Regions from separate parts of the Canis lupus genome. Here region 2 is linked to region 1. Evidence: chromatin contacts called from public Hi-C data. All regions are on one chromosome and are shown on one strand. Each heading gives the region's core, a stretch centred on a gene start, on an enhancer-like site or on the middle of the called end of the contact. The rest is flanking DNA. Distances are from core to core; before and after follow the strand shown. Region 1 holds the start of CNDP2 (cytosolic non-specific dipeptidase). Region 2 holds the start of FBXO15 (F-box only protein 15).

Region 1 (3,482 bases), core at 839-3,338:
TTAAATTTCCATACATATCCTCTTGCAAAGAGGTATGATAGGATCATCAATAACAGACTATGAAGTATTAAAATGTTTGATGGTTAATATAAAAAGCCCAAGAAGTAACATGCATTGGTGAGAATGTGCAGAGCAAGGAACCTATGTGGGCATGTAAATTGGTGCTATATCGGGAAAAAAAAAAAAAATTGGTGACATTGGTAAATTGGTGCAAAATGGAAAACAGTATGGAGGTCCCTCAAAAAATGAAAAACAGAAGCATCACACTATCCAGTAATTGCACCTCTGGGTATTTACCCAAAGAAAACAGGGATCCCTGGGTGGCGCAGCGGTTTGGCGCCTGCCTTTGGCCCAGGGCGCGATCCTGGAGACCCGGGATTGAATCCCACGTCGGGCTCTCAGTGCATGGAGCCTGCTTCTCCCTCTGCCTATGTCTCTGCCTCTCTCTCTCTCTCTCTCTCTGTGACTATCATAAATAAATAAAAAAAAAAATTTAAAAAAATAAAAAAAATAAAAAAAAAAGAAAACAAAAGCACTAATCTGAAGCCATGTACATACCCCTTTATTTACTGCAGCATGATACGGGAGGAGCCAAGCGTCCATCCACAGATGGATAAAGAAGCCGGGAGATATGTATACAATGGGATGTTATCCAGCTATATAAAAAAAAGAAATCTTGCCATTCACAATAAACTGGATGGATCTTTTATGGTTAAGACAAAAACTTTGTAATTTCGTCTTTACGTGGAATCTAAAACACAAAGGAGAAACAGTCTTAAATGTTGACAATGAAGTGGTGGTGGACAGAAAGGGAGGTTGTTGGAGCTTGTACAAATTAGCTGAAGGGGGTTAAAAGGTACAAACTTCCAAAAAATAAGTAAGTCACAGGGATATAAATGGCAGCTTAGGAAATAGTGAATAATACTGTAACAGGGATGCCTGGGTGGCTCAGCGGTTGGTCAGCCTTTGGCTCAGGGAGTGATCCTGGGGTCCTGGCATTGAGTCTCCTGTTGGGCTTCCCGCAGGGAGCCTGCTTCTCCCTCTGCCTGGGTCTCTGCCTCTTTCTGTGTGTCTCATGAATAAATAAAATCTTTAAAAAATAATAGTACTGTCGTGACTGTACGACAGACTGTAACACACCCAGGCTGGCGAGGGCTTCCTTATGGTGCTAGTTGTTGAATCAGGTTGTACCCCTGAAACCAAAACGTTCAAGGGCACGTCTACTTCAATTCAAAGCTTTTTTAAAAAAAAACCCAAAGACAAGAAAAAAAGGAAATGGTTAAAAACGAATAATAGACTACTGAAAATAGACATTTGCCCCCAAGGCAAAAGCTCTTGGTACAGTTGGACTTGACGGAGGGAGAATTGGGGCACCGTCCAGTATTCCCTCACTTTTCCAACCGGATCAGCAAAAAGCCTTACAATGTGACATTTAAGGGGAGGTCATTCTATTTCAAAGTATTTACTGCACGTGGGAAATTACATCCTTTGAAGCCATTAAACTTGCTATTTTTTTTAAAAAGGAAAGAATGCGGGAGGGTTACAGGTTTTGCCCAATTCCCGCGGAGAGGATCACCTGCCCTGGGCCCTGCGGTCACACAGGCGAAAGCTTAGAGCAGGAAGTCAACACGGGCCTCTCCGCCACCATGTCCCGCGATCTCGGGGCCCGGCGACCCCAGAGCCAAGCTGCGGCAGGTGGCACCGCCGGACCCTCCCGAGCGGCCCGAGACCTGGGGACCTCGGGGCTGCAGACCCCTCCGCGCCGGCCGACACTCAGCAGGCAGCCGGAAGCGGGGGGCGGGAGAAAGGTCCCAGCCCGGAAGTCCCGCCCTCCGCACGACCCCTGAGCGGCGGGCGGGGCGGGGCGACGGCGGCTCTACCCACAAGCCCGGCGGTTGCTAGGCGGGGCGGGGCGAGACGGGGCGACGCCAGCCCTCCGAGCGAGGCGGGGGATTGGTGAGCGGGGCAGCGGGGCGGGGCGACGCCGGCTCTCCGGGTGAGGCCGGCGATTGGTGGGCAGCGAGGGGCGCCACGCCTGCCCTCCGAGCGAGGCCGGGGATTGGTGAGCGCGGCAGCGGGAGGCGGGCCCGCGCGGGGGGCGTGGCCGGGCACGTGCTGCGGCACCGGCGCGGCGGCGGCGGCTGAGGGGTGAGGGCGGTTCGCGGGCCGAGGCGGGCGGGACCTAGTGGGCCTCGCGGAGGCCCGAGTCGCGCCTGGGCTAGTGGGAGCGGGGCGGCGGCCTGGCCCCGCGGCCGGCGGGGACAGGAAGGGAGGATGTCCCGGTTGGGAGAAGGCCGCCGCGAGGGTCCGGGGCGCGTGGGACCTGGACCGCAGCTGCTGGCTCCCGACGCGGCCCGCGGGAAACGAAAGCCTCCCGTCGCGCGGCGAGCCCCTGGCGGGGTCCCGCCGGCACGGAGGCCGGGAGATGGCAGCGTGCGTCCTGGCCCCGGGCGGGGTCCGGCCGGTCCTGCTCGTGGGACCCGGGGTCACGAGGTGTGCGGCCGGCGTGCAGGGAGGAGGGGCTGGGAGGTTTGTACGCGGGCGTGTGTGGGGGCGGGGGGGGCGGGACTGTCCGGCCCTGCCGCGGGCGCCGGGCAGGTTCCCGGGTCACCGGGTCACAGGCGTGTTTACCCCGCTGGTCCTGCGGGGCCGCCAGCCCCTGGGTGGGTTATGTCACTCCGCAGGAAATCGAGAGCCCCCGGCAGTTACTTGGGAAGCGCAGCATCAGCTGTGGTCCGCCCTCGCGCGGCGCGCTTACCTTCCCCGGGGCGCTAGAGGGGCGGGCTGGGGCAGAACAGCCCAGAACCGGGTGGGAGGGCGCGCTCGGCCCTGGCAGGACCTGCTTCCCTAGGTTCTGATTCAGAGAAGGAAAGAGCCAGCCCTGCGGACGTGGCCTGGAGGGCCGAGCCGGCGGCCTCTGTGTATTCTTGGGTGAAGTGCCCCCAGGTAGTTCGTTGTTGGAATGACCCAGCGGGAGGCCGCCGGCTCGCCCTGCCCTGAGCGTGAGCTTGCCCGGCCCAATGACCGGCCCATGACCGACCGCTGGTGCCCAGAGCGGTGTGTGGTCGTAGACGGCTTCCCAGTTTTCATGAGCGGTGACAGACGAACGCTGGACTTACTGGTGCTCGTGAAATGCCTCCCCAGCATTTGTGGACGGTCTTGTTTTTCAGATAAAAGCCTCAGCTGAAGCAGGCTGAGCCTCCCTGCTGGGACGTTTGTAAATATTTTATGCCCCGTCATGGGTGTTTGAAGAGGGGAAGGAGGCCCTGGGAACGAGTAGCTTGATCTGTCCTGACTGAAATCACACTCCAGGGCTGAGGTGACTTCCTCAATCTGCTCAACAGCTGCCCCGCCTGGTGTCAGCGTAGATAGAGTCACTCCTCTGTTTAGCAGTCACTTTGGAATCCCATACCAAGGAAAAAATACTCTGACTACAGCGTGTGGGTACACAGGCTTTTAGAACTAGGTAGATGTCACAGGAT
Region 2 (3,142 bases), core at 205-2,704, 250 kb before region 1:
GGTTATGGACCCTTGGGTGAACATGGGACGTAGTCCTGGAGATTCGGGAAAACAAAATTCAAATTGTCGATTGTTAAATAACAATTGTTTTTTCTACATAAACACAGACATTCGGTTTATTAGAAGACACGATACACATGAGTTCTTTGTATCTTACAAATCACAAGGACGTGCAAGCAAAGAGAATCATCAAGGTTGCAAACTGCTCTTCATACTGTCACTCCACCTGGCACACTAACCGAGATGATGGCTGTAAAGTTAGGGACCACTCACCACAAGGGACCATGACAGCACCTCTGACAAACTGGATCATTCACTCTGAAATCAACCAACCTTTGGAGTTAAGCTAAAGAGCCTTCTGGATTATAGCTGCAGCATCCTGCTTCTTGCCCCTTCCCCATCACCTCCAAGTTGCCTTCTCTCACTTAACAAGAGGACCACCCTTCAGCCGCAAGGTGCCCAAGGAAGAGAGGCAGAAGGGGATCAGGGGCCTGAACACCAAGGAGTGGCTATCAATAAGCATCCCTTCAGGGTTTGCCTAGCAGACCTATGGGGCTTCTGGGTGGCTCAGTTGCTAAGCAGTGGACTCCTGATTTCAGCTTCCACCATGATCTCAGGGTTGTGAGATGAAGTCTCACAGTGGAGCCTGCTTAAGATTCTCTCTCTCCCTATTCCTCTGCCCTCCCCATCTCTCCCTCACTCTCCCCCCCCCAACTCCATGGAAAGAAGGAAAAAAAGAGTAAAAAGAAACCAAACGAAAGGCACTGGAGGCCTCGAAATCCGAAATTCAGAAAGCTCTGCCCCAGGAAAACAAACTCCCAGACCAACCCGCCCACCAGAATTATCTGCTTAGAGGTTGTGTCCTCCATTCAGGAACCATGGGCGGGAGAGAAAATCGGTAACCTTTTGATGAGTAGATTCCAGAGCCTAATAAAAAGAACGAAAGGTGATTTTCCAGCCCCAGAAGACACAAGCTACTTTAGGGATGAGCTTTGAACGGGTGCCCTTGTGGCGACCCGCAGGTGCAGACCAGGGATGTGCACCTGCCCTCGCAGGTGGAGCGCATCCCGCAGGAGGCGCTGCTCCAGGGCTCCCAGCTCCCCACAGCGCCTACAACTGAATGAAGGGAAGGAGGAAGCCTGTTCCCCGGGTGGGGGGGAGCTAGGCTACTTGTATCAGGACGTGGGGTCTCCGCATGTTTCCAAGTTGAGGGGACGTCCTCCCGCGGTTCTCTGGACCTCTCCTGCACTAAGAACAGCCGAGAGTGAAATTAGTGGGGGAAGGTGCCGGGTACCGCCCCGCCCCGCGGCCCCCGACAGTCACCTGAACCCCGCGGGCCCGGGGGCCTCCCCGGCCAGCCCCGGGGCCGCGCCGACGCCGCCCGGCGGCCAATGCAGCGCCAGGAGGCCGCGCCAGTGCTGCAGCAGGAGTCGGCCGCGTCCCGTCGCCATGGAGACCCGGCGGGAGCGCCCGAGGCGGAGCGACGACGGAGGCAGGAGCGCGCCGCCCCACGCCACGCCCACTCGACGCCGGCGCGCGTGCGCAGGGGCGGGACGGAGGGCGGCCCGCCCTTCCGCCGGCTCGAGGAGCGGTTCTGGAAACTTCCGGGCCCTGCTTCTTCCCACGCCCCGCGGCCTGATGCCGAGGTCGCCGCGTGGCAAGCGGGCCGCCGAGTTTCGGTCCCGGGTGGGGGCACTGCCGCAACCTCGTCTCTCCCCAGCCGCTGGCTTTGGGGAAGTTTGTGCTGCCTCCCGTCTGGTGGCCTTGGGAAGAAACTGAAACACAGGCTACATCATTTCCCCACAAGCAACAGCAGAGCCATAGTCAGACTGAGAATTTCGCAGTTTACAGTCCTCTCGAAGGGCTGCAAGAACACCCAGTTCGTAATCGCTAATTTGATTGCCGCCCGTTGAGCGATCGCCCCGCCCACCCTGGCGCCAAATAGGTGGAGCGCATGCGCAAGGAACTCTGGAAGGTGGCGGAAAGGCCACGCGCTGTCTGGCCGCCTTGCACTGTGGGAGTTGTAGTCCCGGTGCCTTTCCCGCTGCGGTAGCTCTGCGAGGAGTGAGGGCCTCGGACTACTGTTCCCAGGACTCCCCGAGGTGTCCCAGGTTACTTTGCAGAGGCATGGCGGGTAGTGTGTGAATGTCAATACGGCAGGTAATTAAATCACTTTAATTCTAGTAGAAAGAGCGCAGAAGGGAAGAAGAGGTGGACACGGCTTCTTTCGGGAGCTAACTTTTTTGCCGAACAAGCCGTGCAGAATCACCGATGTGACTGTGTAGCGCTGAGGACACTCTGGCTGGGCGTGTATTGGGTGGTGAAGCTTTGCGGTTCCCCGCTGGCACCTTTGTAAAGCGGAGCGGTTTTCTGTGATCATGATTTGTACTTTCTTACGAGCTGCGCGGTGTGCGGAGAAGCTGTGCAGGTCGTCAGGGAAGCCGTTGTTTCCGCCACACTTCGTGCTTAACAGAGCTCGCTTGAAGACCGCGTCGGGTTTGAGCTGGGGTCTGCGAGAGCAAAAGAAAGCGGTACGACCTGAGAGTATCCTTGGAGTCACCCAGAAAACCATCTGGACGCAGAGGCAGAGCCCCCAGAGGGCAGGAGACGACGGCAGCAAACAAGTGTCCGTGCACAGCCAGAGAGGGGAACCCGTCGTCTCAACGTCACAGAAAGGTAACGGGAGTGATGAGTCTATCAGCAAACGTGGCGAGAGCGAGCAGGGTCCCTCCTTCGCACAAGTTCAGGGCTAAAGGTAGAAAAACGGTTCACGCAAATTAAAAGGTAGGACCGTTCAACACAGTGCAGAGTTTGAGACTATAGACCCACAGACTTCTTTTCTTCACAGACTTGAACTCGGATTTCAAAGTTGCTTTTTAGGTGACTTTGTTGAGTTGTGGCGAGAAAATGTTTCCCAGCTTTTATTACAACTTAACCGTTGTTGAGTACTTGATAGTAAGTCAGTAGACTTCACAGATGTGGTTTACCACAGTTGAGTTTCCTGTTCCCTCCCTCAAACATTAAAATTCTGTGTGTGAGGCACACTTCCCCAGTTTCACACAACGGAAAATTAAAGCCACATCTTCTAATCTTCATTTCCTAGTACCCAGGTCATTGCTCTTTAGAACAGCCGTTCACCAGT

Evidence for each region. Hi-C and Micro-C count contacts between places; a contact is called where the count stands out from the background.
Region 2: a Hi-C map of blood shows a contact between it and region 1, with 6 times the contacts expected there. The contact joins the promoter of FBXO15 here to the promoter of CNDP2 in region 1. A contact is called at or near these places in 2 of 9 Hi-C or Micro-C datasets (both in blood).

The regions. Positions count from the first base shown.
Region 1 is chr1:4,904,163-4,907,644 of UU_Cfam_GSD_1.0, reverse strand. It overlaps CNDP2 (cytosolic non-specific dipeptidase), which reads left to right and starts at 2,088. Exons shown (of 12, transcript XM_038525768.1): 1 at 2,088-2,148. LOC106560088 (a long non-coding RNA gene) reads right to left here and starts at 1,781. Exons shown (of 3, transcript XR_005353314.1): 1 at 1,577-1,781; 2 at 559-751.
Region 2 is chr1:5,154,653-5,157,794 of UU_Cfam_GSD_1.0, reverse strand. It overlaps FBXO15 (F-box only protein 15), which reads right to left and starts at 1,454. Exons shown (of 8, transcript XM_038525788.1): 1 at 1,324-1,454. The coding sequence starts at 1,451. It overlaps TIMM21 (mitochondrial import inner membrane translocase subunit Tim21), which reads left to right and starts at 1,604. Exons shown (of 6, transcript XM_038525791.1): 1 at 1,604-2,676. The coding sequence starts at 2,379.